Regions from separate parts of the Zea mays genome. Here all the other regions are linked to region 1. Evidence: chromatin contacts called from public Hi-C data. All regions are on one chromosome and are shown on one strand. The core of a region is the stretch at or near the end of the contact, and the rest is flanking DNA. Distances in the headings are between cores, read along the strand shown. Region 1 holds the start of LOC100193648 (Lysophospholipid acyltransferase LPEAT1). Region 2 has its middle 53 kb from the start of LOC111591218. Region 3 holds the start of LOC100274802.

What was found. A called contact is a pair of places that touch in the nucleus more often than the background predicts.
Region 2: a contact with region 1 is called in a Hi-C map of leaf, with 4 times the contacts expected there. The contact joins the enhancer-like site here to the promoter of LOC100193648 in region 1. A contact is called at or near these places in 3 of 25 Hi-C or Micro-C datasets (ear, leaf and tassel).
Region 3: a Hi-C map of tassel shows a contact between it and region 1, with 2.4 times the contacts expected there. The contact joins the promoter of LOC100274802 here to the promoter of LOC100193648 in region 1. A contact is called at or near these places in 3 of 25 Hi-C or Micro-C datasets (ear, endosperm and tassel).

What each region holds. Positions count from the first base shown.
Region 1 is chr3:55,673,932-55,676,998 of Zm-B73-REFERENCE-NAM-5.0, reverse strand. It overlaps LOC100193648 (Lysophospholipid acyltransferase LPEAT1), which reads left to right and starts at 1,733. Exons shown (of 8, transcript NM_001138744.1): 1 at 1,733-2,267; 2 at 2,819-2,938; 3 at 3,040-3,067. The coding sequence starts at 1,818.
Region 2 is chr3:55,814,881-55,817,876 of Zm-B73-REFERENCE-NAM-5.0, reverse strand. No RefSeq gene overlaps it. Among protein-coding and RNA genes, the nearest start is that of LOC111591218, 53 kb to the left of the region's middle. Within about 2 kb of position 1,531, at least 13 of the 20 cell types and tissues checked have an H3K27ac peak or open chromatin away from gene starts, as enhancers often do. A contact at or near this core is called in ear and leaf, where this site is marked.
Region 3 is chr3:55,880,718-55,883,586 of Zm-B73-REFERENCE-NAM-5.0, reverse strand. It overlaps LOC100274802, which reads left to right and starts at 1,334. Exons shown (of 1, transcript XM_020550707.3): 1 at 1,334-2,351. The coding sequence starts at 1,566. The coding sequence ends at 2,093.

The sequences.
Region 1 (3,067 bases), core at 484-2,983:
AGTTTCAGCGGGGCTCATCTTCTCCCGCATATTCTCCAATATTCTCTTGGGCACCGCATCGTCTATACATTGTCCGGACAGGGTATAGCTTATACATGATATGATTCGGACAAAATATAGTACTGTAGCTTATACACAAAGGTCAAAGATTGACTATGATTGACTACATGCAGTTTTTTCCCGTTATTAACGTATAATTGTAACAACATATCTAACAGATCTATACGCACAGATCTTGAAAGTAGTAGGTGTAGGGATGGCAACGGGGATTCCTCCGTCGGGGAATGGCTCCCCATCTCCGTCCCCGCGGGGAGAAAAATTCCCCGTCCCCGTCCCCGCGAACGCACACGGGGGAGATTTTTCTCCCATCCCCATCCCCGTCAGGGAATTTATCCTCGTGGGGAACCCCGCGGGGAATCTTTCCCCATTACAAGTACAATATTTAAAGATAAATTTAAATTAATTGTATCAAATTAATACAAATTTAACAAACAAGATTAAAAATTACAAGAGACATCTACTTTAGAGTTTAGTTTGCTATTTTATAACATGTCATACATTGAGTTTTTACTATAATTCTAACCAATAAATTGACTAACTTGAATAAAAAAGTTTTATGGGGCGGGTACACGAGGAACGGGGATGGAGGATGGTTCCCCGTCCCCGTGAACCCGACGTGGATTAAATTTCCCTTATTTAGATCCCCGCGGGGACTAAATTAGTCTTATACCCGTCCCCTAATAGAGGAATTCCCCGTGAGGAATCGGGGATCGTGTCCCATTGCCATCTCTAAGTAGGTACAGGCGCCTGATCATAGGCTGATTAATAAAGAGGTTGAAATCCAATGCTGGTTAAAGTTTGACTAGATCGATCCAGATCAAGACCTTAGTTATGTTTAATCTAAAAGAAAGCATTACGCACGTATGGCCGAACAGAGAAAACACCAGCCCTTGGATCAAGATTAGATTAGATTAATTTAAAAGTTAGTTATGTTAAATATATCTAAAAGCTAGTTGCTCGATCAAGATTAGATTAGCAACAAGAAGACAGCATGCTACCGTACCTTCCCCAAGGCTCTTCTCGTATGCTTCCACGAACAAGTCGTGCAGTCTCCTTGTCCAAATGAGCCTCGGCCTCTTCCCTTGTTGATGCTGGTGGCCATTGCCGCCGGCCCCAGCGTCGTCGCTGCCGGCAGGTGGCGCTGGCGCCGACGTTCTACTATGCGAAGACTCGGCGACCGACATGGAGCTTCCGCCGCTCGCCTGCGCGGACTCTAGCAGCTTTTGCCTCCTGCGCTTCTTCGGCAACTCGGGCTGCTGCTGCCGCTGCTCGGCCTTTACGTCTCTGGACTCCATGGGAGAACGCCGCTGATCGACTTGGCGGTGTGTAGGCACGATCGACGTCGACCCGTACGACCGTACCATCCAATATAGGAAACCAGGGAGCATTTATATAGTAGCAGATCAACGGGGCTGTTCCGCTGTCCGTTCCATGGCTGCGACGCGCACGGACTATCGTCTATCGGACATCTCTGCAATTTCAATTGCCTTCCGTCGTGGGGACCACATCGGGTGGGTCCGGATGTGTCATCAATATTGTTCGTAATCTCAGATTAGCCCACACGGCTGTCTGGCCCGGTCACCGTCCGATCCAGATCGCACGCCACGCCCCCGCCTCCTAGCTCCCCTCATCAGACATCACCCCCGCAAGGCCGCAACGGCCCAGCGCCGACCAAACAGGGTCCTCGTCACAGAACACGCGCCCCACCCGTCTCGTCGCGCCGATCCAGCCCGGCGCTCGGCCCCGCGGCGTGTGCAATGGCCCTCGACACCGCCGACGCCGACGCGCCGCGCTTGCGCCTCGATGCCAGCGCCGCCGTGCACCCGCTCCTCTCCGACGACGGCTCCACGGCCGCGGGGGAGACAGCGGAGCAGCTGGACGCCAGGTACGCGCCCTACGCGCGCCGGGACGCGTACGGAACCATGGGCCGCGGCCCGCTGCCCGCGGCGCAGGCGGTGCGGCTGGCGCTGGCCGCCGCCGTGCTCCTCCCGCTCCGCTTCGTCGCGGGGATGCTCGTGCTCCTGCTCTACTACTTGGTGTGCCGCGCGTGCACGCTGTTCGTGGATGCAGATGGGGGGCGGCCGAGGTTGGCGGGGTGGAGGAGGAAGGCCGTGCTGCGATCGGGGTGCGCGCTCTCACGGGCGATGCTCTTCGTCTTCGGGTTCTACTGGATCCGCGAGACCCGCAGGAGGTCCCCTAATGCTAAGGTTAGTTCCGGTGTCATGCCTGATTGCCTGTACTGAATAATGCCAGCGTTTTGGTTCTGTGTTGCTTCAGAAGTACTGTATTTGGTCCTAGAGCACCAAGGTTGATGGTTTGTAGGAAGTAGAGTGATAGCGACACTAAGTTCAGTGTTACTCACTACGTATGTATAATATAATGGTTTGTTTTGCTTGTTCAGATAGATTGAAGATAAGTTTGATTGATGTTATGTGGCTTGTATTAGTCACGAATCTAAAATCTGGATGGTACATATATTCTCACTTTTGGACAATGAATGGGGATACCCTGTGCCCCTGCCCTTTCAACTTCCAGAAAAATATCTTAGCGCTCAATTCAATTTGCGATTGCTAGCAATAGAGACGTTTGGTCCCTTACAACACTCAACGGATTTGGATTGTACTTCAGTAATGGCAGTGATTTATTTTGCACATAATGCATCATATTACTTTCACAGATTACTGTGGTTCTGCCCATGCGACTGAACTATAAATTTTGTACCCTGGTTTCCTTGCCATCTTGGTTTACATTTTATCAGGGTTTAAATCAGGACCAATTTGAAGAATCACAAAGGCCAGGGGCAATTGTATCTAATCATGTCTCTTATGTGGATATTCTTTATCACATGTCAGCATCCTTTCCAAGTTTTGTTGCTAAGGTACTTATTTGTTGTTCCTAATAACTTGTTCACACTTTACAAATCAATATATTCTAGTTTTGTATGTGCCCTATCAATGCTTAAACACATCCTTATTATAGGAGTCAGTGTCCAGGTTGCCACTTATTG
Region 2 (2,996 bases), core at 282-2,781, 140 kb before region 1:
GATTAAGTTTGTAAATTTCAGATTCGCCCTATTCACTCCCCCTCTAGGCGACTTTCAGCACTAAATAAAGCACGACCGACCAACCCGACCATATGCAACTATCTTACCCATCTGATGGTTGCATAACCCCTCTGTTTTAACCTAACAGAGATTCTGACCTACCTACACCATATGGTCCATACTATCGCAAAAGATTCTAGCATATCCTATTAGTATATATCCTACCTTGGTAGATCTATCTAACCTAAACTAGTCTAATCTAGATCATATCTAATTTAATATGTTCTAATCTAGTGTGAGTTACTTAATGATGGTACAAAGGATAAGGCCATACTCCTAACTCACTTAAGCCTAAATTGGTGACTGGGATTAACTCGGCCATACCTAACAACTTGACCTACATGATAGGTTACATAACCTATCCAACCAATCTAGAAGCAAACAACCAAACCAGATTCTCGCTAATCTCATTTAACTCATAGCCACCTACTAACCTAGTTGCTCGGCCTACTAAATTGTTACCTACAAATCTATCTTAACCTATTATCCCTAACCTGATGAAGACATCAAAGCTCAAGAAGGAAAGAGATTAACCTCATCAGCAAAGGATAAAAGAATCATCTGGATCGCAAAAGTAGTCATGATCCACCAACCAGGATGAAGTCTTTCCTTACCCATTACTTCTTACCATCATTTATCCTGCTCTAACCAAATCTCATATTGCCTAAAAAGTGGCTAGGCATCCCATGCTTTCATAATCACTTTCTAATTATCAGGAAACTTCTTAGTCTTAAACTAATTAGGAACTAAAAGCTAAACTATAAATAAAGCTTCGTACATCCCTTCTTATGAATTTCGAGGACGAGATTATTTTTAAGGGGGGTAGGATTTGTAACACCCGAAATCCTGTGCTGAGAATTATAAATGTTTCTCCAAGAGATTTGAGATAAAATGACTTCTAAGAAAGATTTCCATCCTCTATAAAATATAATAATGGGCAAGAATGTGGTATTCGAAGCATAGATCTAAAACTTAAAGCTTGAGTTGGAGCGGCAAATAAGGGAGAGACTTTCAAAGTAATTAATATTCCTTTTATAAACCATATAATCACAACCATCCTTAAAAATAATTGAACTAAAATAATTCATGAGAAAGATTATATATTAACATAGCCTAAGTAAATATAACTAAAGAGGATTATCTATCTTAAGTGTGCATTCAAAGATAATATTTCTCTAAAATAAATACTATGTGTACATTCCATCATTAAATCATTTATCTAAATGGTTAAAAATAAATAAAGAAAATAATAATTAAATTAGGCATCATGCTTGACCTATGGGTGTGAATTCTTGTATTCAAAACTGAATCAAAAATTGAAATATGAAAATTGAAAACTAAAACAGAAAACAGAAGAAAACAGAAAATAGAGAAGTAATAATAAAAAAAATAGAAAAGGTGAAACCTCGACATGTTCAGCCCATATGCTTTCCAGCCCAACTTTCCCTTTTTATTTTTTTCTCTTTTACGCTGTGTCTATGGCATGCGGGCCCCACTTGTCAATCAATACACCCAGCCATCTTCATCCCTAAGCCACATCGTAGCTACCTGGCGACAAACGCGGGATCTGTTGCCGTGCATGCCAACGAACAACCCGATGCCATGCTTCGCTGGGGGCTATAAAACCAAATCGCATGCACCTCTCCTTCCAAACCGTTCTCGTTGACTATCGCCGCTGAGGGCTACGCCACCGTCCACAAGATCGAGAGTGTGAGATGAGCTCGTCATCGTTGCAATAGAAGCCCAGCAAGCTCGCGGCCTGGCCCTCAGTATGGAGCATCGCCGGGGCACACCGCGCGTGGGGGTTAACTTCCCGGGCGAATGGATCGACTATGGAGGCCAGAACTGCTCGCCGTCTATTCGTCTTTCACTCTCCCCTGCACCAACACCACCAATCAGGTCCCCCACCACTTCCGTCGCCCTCGCTCGCTTCGCCATGGCCGAGTACCACCTCGGACTTCAGCTGCACGGCCACACCGACGACGTTCGTGGCATCTGTGTATGCGGCAAGCTTGGATCGCGACATCACCGGGGGACCGTACTGTGAAGCTCTAGACCCGGAACCCAGAATTGGAGAGCGAATATGTTCTCTCCAAGTCAATCGCAGGACACTCAAGTTTTGTTGGCCGATTGGCTTGGATGCCTCCTTCAGACCATTTTCCTGAAGGTTGAATCGTCTCAGGTGGAATGGACACATTCGTTTTTTCCTCTAGGATCTGCAAAAAAAGGAGAAGTTGCCGAGACAATGAAGGGGCACAGTTCGCAAGTCACTTGACTTGCTGTGGACACTAACAGTGACCTAATCTCTTCGTCCATGGATTGTACTGTAAGAAGTTGGAGAAATGGCAATGCTATAGATGTTTTGGAAGCGCACAAGGTTGCAGTGCAAACTGTTCTAAAGCTGCCCACAGGGGAACTCTCCACTCGTTCAAGTAATTCCACTATTAAGCTATGGAAAGGAAGGATTTGCCTACAGACTTTTTCAGGACATGCAGCACTGTCAAGTTATGGGCATCGACAATTCAACCTCTGCTGGACATGATTGGACGATCGAGACGTCATGGTACCCCCTTCACCGAGCCAAACTTAAAAAAAAGGACCTCGGACTTCTATGAAATAAACTCGTCATCCACGTCGATTTAAAAGTAATTCTAACTGGATCCTTTTATCTGTAAATTTAACCCTGAGTTTTCGAGAAATAGTGGCCACCCTCCTCGGGTCTGGGAATCTCAGAAAATAAAATCTAAATGAGTTTCAGGATAAAAATAAATATGATAAACTTAGAAAATCCATAATTTTCTTGTTTTAACTCTAATTTGACCCATTCAAGTTGCATTAGCTTCGTAATAACATTGCCTACATTTTAGTAACATTCTTTTAGCACGCAATATGTTGTTAAAAATAAATAGCTAATTTTTTAACCCATGCTTATTAAC
Region 3 (2,869 bases), core at 85-2,584, 210 kb before region 1:
CCTCAATAGCATCTATATTAAGCACCAATGTACATGTCCTAAGTAGTCAATATAAAAAAACTCAAGCTCGAGGCAGAGAACATGATGATTGGCCCATTAAATTTATTAAATACTTTGATTGAGTGTAATAAATATAGTAAGACACATGATTTAGACACATTCATCATATCATATAATGTTTTAGTTGTGTTTTATACTTAGAGTATCGTGCAGCGGTGTCAGAGTTGTACATGTCCTAAAGGCAACGACGAGAGTAGGGATAAAGGATACACATAATATCTGTCCGTATTCGAATTCAATTCGTCTAAAATTTAAGATTCGATCAGTATTCAAACTTTCAGTATTCGATCCGTATTTGATATATATCGGAGTTGAATATTTAAGTTGTAGATATTGTGTCTAAATCTTATTTGATGCAACTCGATAATATTCACATTTAATCCAAATCTCCCGTAATATTAATCCTTGGATGGGATCATATATACGGCGCGTGGGCCCACTGGGCCGTCATGGAGCCCCCGTGCGTCAGCGGACTCGGATCAGGTGCACGCATCCCACCCATGTGCACTGGCACATGGCACGTGCCAGACGCGCGCCACGGCATCCGCATGGAGCAGCGGCGCGAAACGTCTGACGCGGAAGCCCTTCCCACCCGCCGGCCCGGCAGGCTCCGTCGAACCAGGCCGGCCGTGTCACCGCCGCCTGCGCACCACACCGATCGCCATTAAATGAGGGACATCCAAATCCAACTGCCGTTCCCCCTATCCTTTAAATGCGACGCCATCCTTTGTGCTACTACTCCTTCGCAGTTCGCACGGAACCCCTTGGAAGATTTAAAGATTCTGCAATCAATTGACAATTATCCTGAAAGGTCCTAGCAAGTAGTACGTGCGGTGTTGAGGCAGGCGGGCCTACCTGTGGGCGGCAAACCACGTGCCGATTCGGGCGTGTGTCGCCTAACCTTTCGCCGGAGCCCGGAAGAGTGAAGTATACGATGAGATTTCGGGTAACTCTCAGTCCCATCGAATAAACCCAAACCTAAACTATAACAAATAGTAGCACTGAAAATAGGTTGTATGGAGGACTGGGCAGTAACGGTTTCGTTTGCCAGGTATGCGAGTGTCAGGCGTGGGTTCTCCGGACTCCTATACGGTTTACACACGCGTGCAGGTTTAATTGTACCGCATGTTTTTCGTGTAATAGAGATCTAGTCCTCTCAATCCTTTTCACGTGCCACGTACACACCGTCTTAAAATATAAAATATAAGGCGTAACTATTTTTTCGTGTCCTATAATATAAAACGTTGTTCTTTAAATACACACGTACATTGTAGTAATATAGAGAATTAAATATATTTCTTAGTCTTTGAGCAAATGAACAGAGAGAGAGTATAGTTTTGCAGCGGTTCATTGCACGCACACATGCTTAGAGACAGAGGAGGAGGAAACCCCGTGCTTCTTAAAAACATATCCACGCTCACATTCTGCTATCGTACAAACACCGTTTCTATACAGGCCAAGGCGACAAGCTTCGTCCAGCTCTGCATCAAAGAAGGAAGGAAGTTATGGACCGCACCTACTACAAGGGCGGCATCAAGGCGTACTGGAAGCGCCGGGGCTACTACCGCATCGACGCCGCCGCTGCGCAGCGCCGGCCGCCGCTCCCCACCGCGGAGCTCGGAGGTGGCGTGGGTGTCGCCCAGGCCCAGCCGCCGGCGCCGACGCTGGAGGGTGCCTCGGGGCGGCGCCGATGCCGCGGGTGGCGCGTGCGCCGCGGCCAGCTGCGGCGGCGGCTGCTCCGCGCGCTGTCGCCGCGCCGGTGGCTCATGCGGCTCCGCGACGCGTACGTGTCCGCCATGCTGCGGCTGGCGTCCTCCCCCGCCGTCGGGTACGGCGCCGGCCAGCCCTACTGCGGCACGGCGGCCTTCGCGCGGCCGGCGCAGCTCAAGGAGTACGAAGATAAGGTGCTGGTGGAGATCTACAGGTCCATACTCGCGGGCGGCGGGCCTGGCCCCATCGCCGTCACTACCGGCAGCAACGGCGCCGGTGCGCCTGCCGCCGCCACACTACGGCTACCGACGGCTGCTGCTTGAGCTTGAGCGGCAGATGAAGCATGTATTTATTCTTCTTGCTTTTACTCTTTATGTCGCGACGTTGTAACTTCGGTGCGCCTCACAAGCATTTCATTTCTTCTTCGTAAACTAGTTAAATGTCCATGCGTTACAACGGGAATATATAATACACGATAACCTATGTTCAAATGTGTATTATATTGTCATGTAAAAAGGTTTCGTAATCAATTTGTGATCCAAACTATACATAAATTTTGTTATTTTAATTTAGTTATTTCATCATTACATTGCAACCATCAATACCATGTAAATTTTGTCCGTACGTTGCGACGAAACACAAATTATTCAATAAAACATTAGTACACAACGATTACAGTTTGCCAGCTTCTGAATATCACAAGATTTATAAGGTCAAATTAAGTTATGCTCTTTTGTACTTTGTTAAAAAACAAGATTTATAAGGTCAAATTAAGTTATGCTCTTTTGTACTTTGTTAAAAAACAAGACGAATTACAAACCAAATTTTACGCACACCATCCGATCATGAAGTTGAACAAAATTAATTAATCTTAAACCTGGATCAAGCAATCTCCACATTTCTAAAGATGCTCTCTTTCAGCTATTGTACACGCAAGACTTCAAAACGTTTGCGGCCTTAAGTAGCTGCGAAGATCCTCCCACGTTGGCCTTAAACGTACAAGCGCACTGATATCCCTAATCTGCAGAAAGTAGAACAAAATTAGAATTCCCAAAAGTGTTTCCCCATCACCCATCAAGTATGAGCTGAAGTTTCTTGC